Linked DNA regions of Rattus norvegicus: region 2 is linked to region 1. A link is a contact called in public Hi-C data. All regions are on one chromosome and are shown on one strand. Each heading gives the region's core, a stretch centred on a gene start, on an enhancer-like site or on the middle of the called end of the contact. The rest is flanking DNA. Distances are from core to core; before and after follow the strand shown.

What was found. Hi-C and Micro-C count contacts between places; a contact is called where the count stands out from the background.
Region 2: a contact with region 1 is called in a Hi-C map of hepatocytes, with 4 times the contacts expected there. The contact joins the promoter of Nat10 here to the promoter of Abtb2 in region 1. A contact is called at or near these places in 6 of 12 Hi-C or Micro-C datasets (Schwann cells, frontal cortex, hepatocytes and 3 more) and 1 of 1 datasets of contacts at active chromatin or transcription factors (oligodendrocytes).

What each region holds. Positions count from the first base shown.
Region 1 is chr3:110,404,643-110,411,101 of GRCr8, forward strand. It overlaps Abtb2 (ankyrin repeat and BTB domain containing 2), which reads left to right and starts at 5,030. Exons shown (of 17, transcript NM_134403.2): 1 at 5,030-6,312. The coding sequence starts at 5,430. It overlaps LOC120101613 (a long non-coding RNA gene), which reads right to left and starts at 5,180. Exons shown (of 2, transcript XR_005502311.2): 1 at 5,041-5,180; 2 at 3,412-4,441. LOC120101612 (a long non-coding RNA gene) reads left to right here and starts at 6,319. Exons shown (of 2, transcript XR_005502310.2): 1 at 6,319-6,459.
Region 2 is chr3:110,602,941-110,609,630 of GRCr8, forward strand. Nat10 (N-acetyltransferase 10) reads right to left here and starts at 1,889. Exons shown (of 29, transcript NM_001399512.1): 1 at 1,717-1,889. Caprin1 (cell cycle associated protein 1) reads right to left here. Exons shown (of 19, transcript NM_001012185.3): 19 at 3,549-6,690.

The sequences.
Region 1 (6,459 bases), core at 3,780-6,279:
TGGGATTATAAACAAGACCCATGATACTGGGAGTTTTATGTAGGTTCTGGGGATTGAACTCCGGTCTTTGTGCTTGTAAGTGCTTTACTGACCAAGCTATCTTCCCAGACACTAAAAGATTATTTTCTATATACCAATTGGTTGAACCCAAGATTCAGAACCTGTGAATACAGAGGACCATTTTTTCTTTAATTGTGAAGATCATAAAAGAAATGCCTGTGACAAGTCTAGGCTTCTTTGGACTTCCTAAGATAAAAGCAGCTTACACACCACTGGTTCTCTGTCAACAATAAAACCTCTATGTTGGGCTGGAGAGATGGCTCAGCGGTTAAGAGCACTGACTGCTCTTCCAGAGGTCCTGAGTTCAATTCCCACAACCACACGGTGGCTCACAACCATCTGTGATGGGGATCTGATCCCCTCTTCTGGTGTGTCTGAAGAGAGCAACAGTGTACTCACATACATGAAGTAAATAAATAAAATCTTAAAAAAAAAAAAACTCTGTGTTGATGTACCCTTCCTACCTACTGGCCCTTTCAGCTCTCCTTGCTTCTGCATGAGGTGTTTTTCTCTGTTCATCATCTCTCCCCTAGGTGCACTAACCTGGGTGGTGAATCAAAGAAGAGATGGTGACCCTCTCTTGGTTAATTTTCCTAGAGGGCAAAGCTCTGACAAGGTTCCTCACAGGCTGCCTAAAAATGAAGTGGGCATGGCTCAACATTCTCTGCTCAACCCTTTATCACACCCCGACAGCAAACCTAGTATTTTTTGTTACTCATACTATGTTTTGTGTAAGACTAGAAAAATAATTTCTCAACTAAGCAGTTTGAAAAGCATGCAGTTAAATGGTCATCCATCTTCAGGCATGTAGTGATAGGCAACCATGGTGAAAAGAGTGTGGGGCAAGCAAATCTTCCCTACTTCTGGGTTCCTTCTCACCGAGTCTCAGGCCTTATCAACTAACAGCATGAGCCCAGATTTATCTTATATTCTCAGACCAAGCCTGCCACCCCTACACAAGATAGGCAGGGAGATTCAGCCCGGCCCATCAGAGATTTGAGGTCACATTGTTTGATACTTTTGTCCTCACTCTCTAAACTTGTGTCCAGCTCCATCGTGGACCTCACAGTAACCATATCTAGATCCCTGATTTGACTTTGCAATGTCCTCCTCTTCTTCCCCTCATCCCAGAGTTGTATGACCTGTTGTCAGTCACTCTGAAAGTGTCTTGTACCAGTTGCCTGATCACAGCACTGTCAAGTCCCCATAGGCGTGATTTCTGGAATTCAAGCCATCTCTGGCGTAATACATTCACTGCCTCCACTTTCCCTGAGCCTTTGTGTGTGTGTGTGTGTGTGTGTGTGTGTGTGTGTGTGTGTGTGTGTGCCGAAGCTGCTCTTCTATCCTCAAGCTCTTACAGCATCTTTAACTCTACCTGATTTAGTTTTAACCTTGAATTCAGCAATGAGTGCACAGGTCCATGGTCTTTGCCAAAATCTCTAAAGGGCTAATGGTCCTAAGAGGTGAACTAAATCAATAAGGTTAAATTAATGTGGTAAGTGACTCTTATATTGAGCAGGGTGGACAGAACATTTTCATTATCAGAGAGGTCTATCAGACAGTACTACATACACCCACTTTATCCAGAACAGATCCAACTAGTACTCATGTTAGGATGTTTTAGGCAATTTTAGGTAGTTTGTAAACCCTCTGCCTCCCAGGACCACTTATAACCCTCACATCATTGGTTAGGAATCCCTTTCTAATGTAGGCAGAGAGATGCAGCCATCCTGAATTCTTCAGCAGAAATGAGTCAGACAAATCTCAGCTCAGATATCAGTTCCACTTTCCTTGACACAAATTCTTAAGTACACGAGAGCATGAGAGTTCAACAAGTTCCCTACAAACAGCCTGGCTTTGTGTTAAATTGTCCTACTCTGGGTTGGAGAGATGGCTCAACAGTTAAAAATCACTGGCTGCTCTCCCAAAGGTCCTTGGTTCAATTCCCAGGATGCATATATCAGCCTCTGTGTGTGTGTGTGTGTGTGTGTGTGTGTGTGTGTGTGTGTGTATGCATGCATGTAACTCCGATTCTAGGGGATCCAATGCCCTCTTCTGTCCTCTGTAGGCACCAGACACACACGTGGTGCACAGATAAAACACTTATAAAATTAAAATGTTTTAAAAAGGGACTGGAGAGATGGTTCAGCAGTTAAGAGTACTGGCCTGAGTTTCTGAGTCCAGAGGTCCTAAGTTCAAATCCCAATAATCACATGTTGGCTCTCAACTATCAAAAATGGGATGCCCTCTTCTGGCATGCAGGCTCTATATGTAGACAGAACACACACACACACACACACACACACACACACACACACACACAAATATATATCTATATCTATATATCTTTAACTTGTGCCATGCAGTCTTATCTATTTGCCCACTAGCCTAAAGTTTATCATACTCCAACTTTACACCCACGTTGACCTAGTCAAGAGGACACAGGAGCTAACACATCTGCTAAGTTTGTCAATGAGGACCCACAAACACCTAAGCCCTTGCCACTCTTCAATGCTCAGGCTGTAATCTACCTTTCTCACAAAACAGTTTGACTTATATTTAGATAGCTCAGATTATAATTGCCTCACTTTCAAGATAAATTTTAGGGCATTTTGTACTCTAATCTCCAGATTGTTTTTTATTTATATTTTAAATAACAAAATAGGAGATTTCATCCAAGGTAAACATTTCCAAGGATTACCTTTGTATGACTATTGGCATGAGCAATCCTAGATCTAGGTGGTGTGTGTGTGTGTGTGTGTGTGTGTGTGTGTGTGTGTGTGTGTGTGTGTGAGTGAAGGTGCTTATGAAGGCCAGAGGTGCTGGAGTTACAGGCTATCCAATGTGGGTAGTGGGAATTGAACTTGGGTCTTCTTCAAAGGCACTGTGGATTCTTACTCACTGACCTACTTCTCTGACCCAATGCTTATTAAGTTTTAAATAAAAACATAAATAACTTCTATAGCTTGTGATTGGTTGATGTATCTTCTAAATATCTTTTAATTTGTAGAGCTGCTTTTTCTTCTCTTGATTTGTTTTGCTATAGATTAGAGAAATCCATTTATTTGTCTAGAACCCTTGTGGGGCAGTTTAACATCCATGAAACTCCAGGATTTTTCTCTCAGTGCGTTTCTCTTTTTCCTCTTTTTGGTTTGTCAAAACCCAGGCTGGCTTCAAACTTTTGGAAGTCCTCCTGCTTCCTTCATCTCCTCAGTCCTGAGGTTGTAGACATGAATAACCACACCCAGTCCAAACTGGGCACATTTATGTTTGCATTTTAAGTCATCGTGTGACTTAAATACATCAATACAAATATCCCATATTTTGTGTAAGAAGCACTCTAAATCACCCTTTTAGTTAATGTACCTTTCCAGTCAAGCCTTTATTTTTGAAGAAAATGAACAAAGAAAAAAAACTTTATTTCCTGTAGATATCCACTAGAGGACGATATTTCCTTTATTATATTTCTCATAATGGGTATTAAATCCATCAAACGGTTTTTCGTGTTTTCTGAGAAGTTGAACCTCTAATTTGACTTCTAATTTCGCCTCTATAAAATGTGACTCTGTTAATTTGATGGCTTATGCCATGCACAGTGCTTCCGTCCTTGACTCTGTTTCCAATTCTAACCATCAGGAGGCAACGTCTCATGTACTCCAGGAAAGGAAAAATTAAGTAAAACTGCCAAATAAAAAGTCGTTTTACGGGGAAAGGGATCATTAATTTAAGGAAAGAGACAAACCAGACTTTTTTAGTTCGTATCCAACTCACGGCCCAAGGTCAGAACTGTAAAATACAGCACAAAGGAGCCATTCAGGAGCTGGCGAAGAGGACTTGGGACGAACGTTGTGCACAATCCGCGCTTTGATTTTGCAGTTCTGCTGGAGGGGGCTGGTGCACGCTTGTGCACGTGCGTGTGAATAGTTATGGGGGAGCAGCTGGTCCTGCGAGAGCTGGGCGTGGATCTGTGCAATCAGTAGCTCTCTTGCGAGCCGCTTGGGGTGCACCTGGGCGCTGCTGAAAGGCAGCAATTCACTGTACCCAGGGGGCACCGAGTCCCGAGGGGACAGAAGACCTGCCGACCCGCAGGTCACTCCAGCAAGTCCTTAAAAGGGAACACCTGCATGCAGGAGGCGTTCAGTGCAGGTCCTCGTTTTTCATCTGGTTCCTCTTCAGGCACTCCTTTTCCACCTCGGACAAAAAGGGTCCTTCTGACAGGACACCAGTAATAGGGAAGTCGTGCATTCTTTAGATTAGAACTCCCACCTCCGAGGTAATCCTTGGAAAACAGGTATGAACCTACACAGGGGTGTGATCACAGGCCTTTGGATGCCGGGCCATTTTCAGGTCCCAGTTTAAAACATTCTGTTCCGATCCGAGCCTAAAGGCAATATAAACAAAAGCAGACAGATTTGAGAAGAGAAGCAGAGGTGCTTCCCCTCCCTCCAAGCATAAATAGCTTTCCGTTTCTCAAAAGAGAAGGAGGAGGGGCTTGGTAGAAAGTCGACTAGAAAGGTGGGTAGGGTCTCCTCCCGGTTTTCTCTTCCCACTTTCCTGGGCTGGCTGCTCACAGCTTCACAAGGAGCTGTCTGCCTAAGTCTAAAGCTTAGAAGGTGAGAAAGGGACAGCACATAGTCCTCAGCGCTGGGGCCTGCTTTCTGGGTTCCCCCTGCTTTCTGGGTCTCTGTGCCCCACCTCCTTGCTAGCTCGCTCGCTTGTTCTTTCCCCTCCTCAGCTCCAACCCACCCACTACAACCCATCCTCAGCCTCCTAGCCAAGAGGTTTCGCCCAACCTCCAACTCCAAGACGAGTAAGATTTGCATATTTCCCGCCCCTCTCGGAAACCATTGGCACAGCCTTTGCCCGGCGTGGCTGATGATTGGTGAACGGTCCCGGGTGTATTTGCATGCGGGCTGCTCGGGTGGACCTATCTGTGTCGGTAACCCGCGCCCAGTAGAAGTTTGTGGAGCGCTTTCTCACCGGCTGGTCCGGGACGGATAGCCGGCGCCTCGCTCTTCGGTGACCGCCCCATTCTCTCGGGATTCCTTCTCTGTGGTGACGGACGCTCTAGACGCTCGGTAAGGGAAGCTGAGGCTGGCGGCGGGAGTTCAGAGGAGGAGCGCGGAGAGGTTGCTCGCTGACAGCGGCGCGGCTGGACGCGGACGGCGTCGGGCTCTGGCCGGCTGAGAGCTTCGCCCACCTTCCCCGCGGCCTGTGCGCAGGCGATGCTGCGGCCCCGAGGCGCGGCGCGGCGAGCAGGGAGGGCGCCTCCGAGAGCCTAGAGCTGGTTTCCGTCCTCTTCCCCGGGGCAAGTGGGCATGGAACAGTGAGAGCCCCTCGCTCGGCGAGGCCGCGCGCGGAGGCTCCCCATGGCCGGGACGTACAGCTCCACATTGAAGACTCTGGAGGACTTGACCTTGGACTCCGGGTATGGGGCCGGCGACTCCTGCCGCTCGCTCAGCCTTTCGTCTTCCAAGTCCAACTCGCAGGCGCTCAACTCTTCGGCGCCGCAGCACCGCGGGGCGGCCTGGTGGTGCTACTCCGGCTCCATGAACAGCCGCCACAACAGCTGGGACACGGTGAACACAGTGCTGCCCGAGGATCCCGAAGTGGCCGACCTCTTCTCGCGCTGCCCGCGGCTCCCGGAGCTAGAGGAGTTCCCTTGGACCGAGGGAGACGTGGCTCGGGTGCTCCGCAAAAGCGTCGGCGGCCGGAGGCTGCCCTCATTCTCCGCCGAGGCTGTGAGGCGCTTGGCCGGACTCCTCCGCCGGGCGCTCATCCGCGTGGCCCGGGAGGCGCAGCGCCTAAGCGTGCTGCACGCCAAGTGTACCCGCTTCGAGGTGCAGAGTGCGGTGCGCCTGGTGCACAGCTGGGCGCTGGCCGAGAGCTGCGCGCTGGCAGCGGTCAAGGCGTTGTCCCTCTATAGCATGAGCGCTGGCGATGGGCTGCGCCGCGGCAAGTCGGCACGCTGCGGCCTCACTTTCTCCGTGGGCCGTTTCTTCCGTTGGATGGTGGACACTCGCATCTCCGTGCGCATCCATGAGTATGCGGCCATCTCGCTTACGGCTTGCATGGAGAACTTGGTGGAGGAGATCCGGGCTAGGGTCCTGGCGAGTCAGAGCCCTGATGGCGGAGGGGCAGGAGGCGGAGAGGTATCCGCTGAGGCCTTGGAGATGGTCATCAACAACGATGCCGAGCTCTGGGGAGTCCTGCAACCCTATGAGCATCTCATCTGCGGCAAGAACGCCAATGGTAAGCACGAGGGGGTGTGGGTGAGGAAAACAGGCTGGGTGGGCCACCCCAGGAATGGGATTTCTTAGGCGCAAGCTGTGAAGTGTACCACGTCTCTGAGAGAAATGGAATTCTGGGAGAATTCTTAAGTGGAAATCTTGTCAAAGG
Region 2 (6,690 bases), core at 639-3,138, 200 kb after region 1:
AATATGGTGAATTTTATTTTGATGTTTGTCTTTTATGGTTTGGTTTCTTTAAAATTCACAGTGTGTGGTAAAATGGCTCGGCAGGGAAAGGTTCTTGTTGCTAAGCCCAATGACCTGAATTTGATCCTCAGAATCCACATGGCAAAAGATAAGAATTGCCAGGCAGTGGTGTGCATACAGGCAGATCTCCCAGTTCCAGGAGGGGGATCCAGTGGGGAGAACAGACTCCTCAATGTTCTTCTCTGACCTCCACCGTGGCCACGGTATACAGCACACAACACACCACATACACAATTAAAACATAATAAAAATTCAAATGCACATGTTACTTATAAAGTGAGAGAAAAAACATATTTCTGATACAATGTTTCTTTGGGTGAGAAGCCACACTAATGGCTCTGTATCCGTGATTTTAGAAAGTACTATCTGATTATTGGGTATATAGTAGTAAAAAATTTGCCTATCTATGGGGGACCCGACTCAATTTCTCCAGCATCCAGTAAAACACAAACATTATCTAATTACCCATAACAAATACACCAAAAAAAAAAAAAAATTGAGAAAAATCAATCACATTCCCATGGTATTAGAATGTTAGGCTATGTGATTTTAAAATCCCAGCACCTGCTGCACTCTAAACAAAACCCCCTTCCCTAAACATGGGCTTTAGCAGGTCTTAATATAAAACACTATCACAACAAATAGCTCCTGTTTAAAAGAGGAGAGCAGAACAAAGAAATCGAGTATCCCAAGGCATTAATGTAACAAACCAGCTTTACAGTCTGATCCACCCAAATCCAAAGCAGTTCAGTTTGTAAGTTTTATGTTGCCAGTCACATAAACATCTACACAAATGAATGGATATCTAGTTGTTAAAAGAGTCTAGCTTTGTTATAGGAGAGTCAGAATTAACAGATAAGGTCCCTAACTACAAGCTTTAAATCTAAAAAATACTTTTAAAAACTAAGTGAAATACAACTACACACAAAATTAGATGAACAATTAATGGCAGGAGTAAAGACTCTAATAATCTAAGATTACTACTGCCTAATAGATAAGGAAGGAATTGCTGGAAATAGAAAGCATGAATCGTTTTCTGTTTTTTATTGCTTTTTGCTTAGTTTTTTCAAACAGTCTCACTATGCAGACCAGGCTGGCCTTGAACTCCAACGAATATTCCAGACTCTGCTTACCAAGCGCTGGAATTAAAGGTATGGGCCACCACAACCAGACAGACAAATCATTTTCATTTGGCTGTATCCATTCCGGTAAACACAGCAGCACGAGGTGCACTGTCAAATGTCCTGAATGATACAGCTAGATAAGTACAAACAAACAGACATACTGCAGTACTTGAGAGCAGAATATCCGGGATTAAGCCGCGTTAGTACATAACCTATCACTGCTACGAGGAACCGAGTTTCTCAGAAAGTAGTTTTGACACCCACCCATTCTCCATTCTCCATTCTCCCAGTGAGAGAGGCTGGAGAGTGGAAAAGAGCCGTGCAACCGGAAAGTGCTCGAGAAGCCAGCCCCGAGTGTCTGAGTATCCGGGACCAGGAATGTTTTATCTGTTGGGCAATCCAGGCGAAGAGGAGTGCGAAGATCAGGGCATCAGCCCGTACAGAAACTTCCGTCCTCGAGCCAGTGTTACGAGCCCGTAAATGGCCCCAAACGCACACACCAACATCCGACCCAGCCCTTTCCAAGGAGTACCTGCGTCCCCGGCACGGCGGACCTCAGGCAGTCGCACAATGAATGCACGTGAGGACACCGAGCTGCCACGCAGGCTGACAGGTTTGCTGGAGAAAACGCTGCACAGCTGAGCTCGCCAAGGGGCCGACGCTGCACGGGAATCCGCTCAAGTGGCAGCACGTGGGCTAGCGCTGAAGAGGGGACCTTCCTGCTATGGGACCTTCCAAAGCTTCGACGCTTAGTTATGACGTAACACGCCAGGCGCCTGCCGCACCGCGCACTAACTCCGGGCCGCCACTACTGTGGAGCAGCGTGCCATTTGAGGCCGGTAACCTGGCTTTGGCAGACGGAAGTAGTCCTTTAGATATCCGGGTGTCTGGCAGCTGACCTTAGCTATTTGTACCGGAACTCTTCTACTGCAGCTTCTACTGAGCGCCTCTATAGCAGGGTTGTACGAGGTAATAGCTGTTGCTAGTGTAGGTGTTGTTTTATCAACCCCCTAACTTCTAATAACATGAAACTAGGCCACTAACTGCTTTATTCATCTTACTTGAATTTCCATCCCATAGGCTGTCTGGGAGTATCTGTAGACTTTGTACCCACCATCCTGGCCGCTATATTTTGCAGGCTCTGCATATTATGAGTGTTCCAAAAGCCCAACATTGGGTCTCAAGGCTTGTCCAACATCCACAGGAAATACCCATAAGTATTTCTGCCTTCCTTTTGGAATGAAGCACGTGAAATTGGTTTATCCTATATTCTTGGACATCACAAGTCCTGTTATCTAAAACGGAATTCCTCCAAACTTACATACCAACAATTTTTAGTATCAATCCAAATTTCAATCCACTTAAAACTTCATGATGCCAGGCAATATTGTTTTGAGTCACCAATATGGCCTTTGATTTAATACTAAGGTTCTAAATATACCTAATAAAATAACTTTGTTATAGTGGGCAGAGAAGTCCTATAAGGTGGTGGTGACACAAGCAAAACCCAAAACTTAAGAAATGGCCATTGAGAATACTCGACTTAAAAAAAAAAAAAAAGGAACCAGTATAGGAAGAGGACATAAGTGGAGAAATAGGAATTCTGCATAAGTAGCCCAGATATGGGATTTTGGTTATAATGAAAATGTCACTGAAATTTTAGGGACAGAAATTGTGTGCTAGGATTACCTTAGTCACTGCAAAATCTGACACCATGTCAGGGTACAAACAGGGACAATTGCGATGAGATAGTGTATAGTCAGATTTAGGGTAGCCACAGTGCTTGATGGCTGAGCTGCCCATGCTGTGAAGTGATTTTACTTAAGGCCTAAAGTATATAAAGACATCAAGATAGCTTTCAGCTTACTGCCCACTGCCCCTATCAAGCTGGACTGAAAACAGTTGGTGTAGAATACTATTCCAGTTTAGCATATCAAATGTGTTTAAGAGAGGATGGGTATGGGAATAGAACTCCACACCTTTTTCTTCTTCAACCTGTCCCTAGAGTCAAAATTCTTGTCAGGGATGACTTCAAGTGACAACACCTGCTGAGCCATTTCACTGGCCAAATACTTTACTGTGAGTTTTAAATTTGAGGTGATTGGTGATTGATACCTAAGTGCCAAAGAACTAATAGTCAGAACGGTGAGATTGGATTAGGTCACTTGGATTAAATAAAGCCACCTATCAATGAAGGCTTACAGGACCTGCACAGGATACTCAGTGGTGACAGGTGATAGGGAATCTGAAATCCTTTCAACTTATACCTCAATTTACACTACTTACAACTCAATTTTTTGCTGCAAAGAATGATGTACATTCTAGATTCCATTGACCCATAAACTTTTCTTCTCAACACTGCAGTGAAGGTCTTTTCAATGGTAATTTTATTGGATGGCCCACTATCCCAACACCCCCGAACAATACATACACCATTTTAAAGCCTTCAATAGCTTCCAAATGTTGATACAAAAACTAAACATGGAAAACTGCCTTTTCCAGTTTCTCCAGCCAGATCTTGCTAAAGCACCAAACATCAGTCCCTGGAACATATGCCTCTGACTCTTAATCCAGTTTGCCATTCCTCACCCTTATGTTAGCTGAATTATCTTTCAATGTTGTCTTTCCTGATCATACTAACTACATCATGTATTTATCATTAACTGCATTGTTGAATCATACCACTTACTACATACATCTGGGCCACTAGTGTCTTGGGTAATTTTGTCACCACTGAAGAGTTAACACTGGCAACATAATGCCTGGCAAGAGAAACCCAAATGTACTAATAAATTTCAGGTTGTTTCCCTAAAGAAATATAGTACTTAAGGAAATTAATACTGACAAGTAGATATACCAGAACCTCACTGGTATAGTACATCAGAGATGCTGCTACTTTCAATCCCAACAGTGAGGGGCAAGGCTACGCAGGAAACTGGTTGAGCTTCACAACAAAGTAATAATGTACAGTGCGCTTCCAGTACCAAGACTGGGAACATACAGTAGTCTAGCTTTTTCCTTAAAAAGACCACACCCAGAATCTCTCTCAAGGAGCACTTAAGGAAGTTTTCCTTAGGGTGTATGCAACTCACAGGCTTTGCTCAAGGACTATAAGCAATCATGTTTCATATAATTTAATCTAAGGAAATTTACAGCAGTTTCTAAGTTTTTCCAGAATATTTATAAATTCAAAATAGTAAAGGCAAAAAGCTTAATTTACTTTTCCTGTTAACTTATACTAAATAAAACTAAGAGTACTAAATACCTCAAATGGGATACAGCTTCAGAGCTCAAGGTTGAAATGAACAGTATGATCAGCCTAAGCTACACTTACCCCATTTCCCTGAAGTACATGTACCACTGAAAATTTAACAAATCACCTGGCCTATATATGAAGCTGTTCAACTATATTCTGCACTTAAAAACTGGTTGTTTGCCAAGCACCTTAGTGAATGAACCTGAGAATAAGCATACATTTTCATGTCTCCTTAAAGTTTCTATACAATAGCATTATATAAATGCATATGTATGTGCGTGTATATATATATACACACACAAATAGAGACTAATTTATTACAATCATTCGAAGGTCAAGTTTTTAATATCAAGATACAATGATCAAAAGAAAGAGAACGGATGGGAAAAAATTCATCTCTTTTTAGGATTAAGGCCCTGGTTTAATAAAATGGCCCTAAGCAAAAAGTAATCAATGGCATGCTACCTTTAGGGGGGAAGGGGAGCATTTCATCATACATGTGGTATCTATACCTACTGTTAATTGTGCATGTATATTAAGAGACATGTAGGGCCATAAGCTCCCTGTACTCTGGTAAAAGACACTTGACCAAACAAAAGGTCTTCTGCACCTAGACAAGCATTTGCATATTATACAAGATACTGAGTAACAAAGACTCAGATCTTAACCAAACCACTTTAGTAGTTCTTTGTCCAGTGAGATTCCTTTTAAAATAGTCTGAATTGAGACATTAAAAAGTTCTATGTGCTAGAACTGCAATGGTAGAGTAATACCTAATTATATGTTGCTCGTGAAATGAATAAGCAACTTAAAAAATTAAAAGGTTAAAAGTACAAACACAATTTGCCCTACACTTTGGGTAGAAGCCTGCAATAGTAAGACATTCTCCTCATTCATTTCAGAACTCAAATTCAACACTAAACTTATTTTCCTCAATTTTGCTTTCTTAATATCATAAAATTATATTCTACACATAACACACCATCTAGGGATTACCCAATAAACCACAAACGCTGTGTCCATCCCAATAAAATGCAACTAACATATGGTTGTGGTACATCCCAGGCAGTTGTCATTTAAAGCACACAAGTGTAGGTGCTCACAAAATGTTCTTGGCAAAAATAAACAGATAACCCTTCCAATATGATGTACCATAACCACACATGAGAAAAGTCAAGAACTTATTTTATTTATTTTAAAATAAACATTGAAGTTTCCCCATTATCCACCACCCTACAAAACTTTGAATGTGGAATGTTCAACAGCCTAAGCAGTTTTAGTAGGCTACAAAACCAGCAAAAAACTCCAGTTGTCTAATGATGAATATCTGAGAATAGTTGTTTTGAGTGGCTGATTACCGGCTTGGAAAAAAAAAGTTTGCAAAAGGCTAAAAGTAAAATTTAATTTCTTTACAGAAAATAGCATTAAGGTGGTAAGTAGCCTTTGCCTTTAACAAGTGGAACTGATTCTGCAAGGCGTAGATGGAGTGGGACAAGTGGCATTCAGTTCACAGGCACACAGCTCGTGCTCAAACTGCTAGCACAGATCCCAGCACAGGACATCTGGTTAGGTCACTGCTGAACTTTGCATCTCTGTCAAACGGTACACTCTCTTTATGCACCTACGGCAGAGTCAACACTTTGAGCATAAGTGTGTCCTCAAGAAAAAGGAGAGAATTCACTTAGGGTTAAATTAGACAAAAGATAAACGAAAATACTTCAGAAACAGCTATTAGACATAACCACAAAGTCTGTGACACTAACAATGCATGGTGTGAATCACTTTAGCTGCTAGCTGTTGAACACCAGTGTTTCAAGATACAACTTTTAGAAACATGTTTTATTTGTTTTGCTTATACCATCAGAACTGAAACTACTGTCTGTCATTTCCCTAAAATAGGGAAATGAATCTTAAACACATACTGGTGCTTTTCAAAAGGGTGGTAGCAGCAGAAAACCATGTGGCCAAAAGTGTTATGATTATCCATCCATTAGCGATCTTCATCAGTACCTATTACCAATTTGAGTAACAATACAGCAAGATCCAGGGTTAGTGATGACAATGCACATTATTGTGAGGACCAATCCTCATGTAAGTCATTGTTTCAGAGAAACTGTTAAAGTGTTCAAAAGATATCTAAATAATTCACATTGAGCACAGAGGCAGCCCATCCAGATTATACCCCATATTTGATGCATATCTTCCAGAAGAGTCAGTCAAAGCCTGATTTGCATCTGGGCTTTGTCTTAC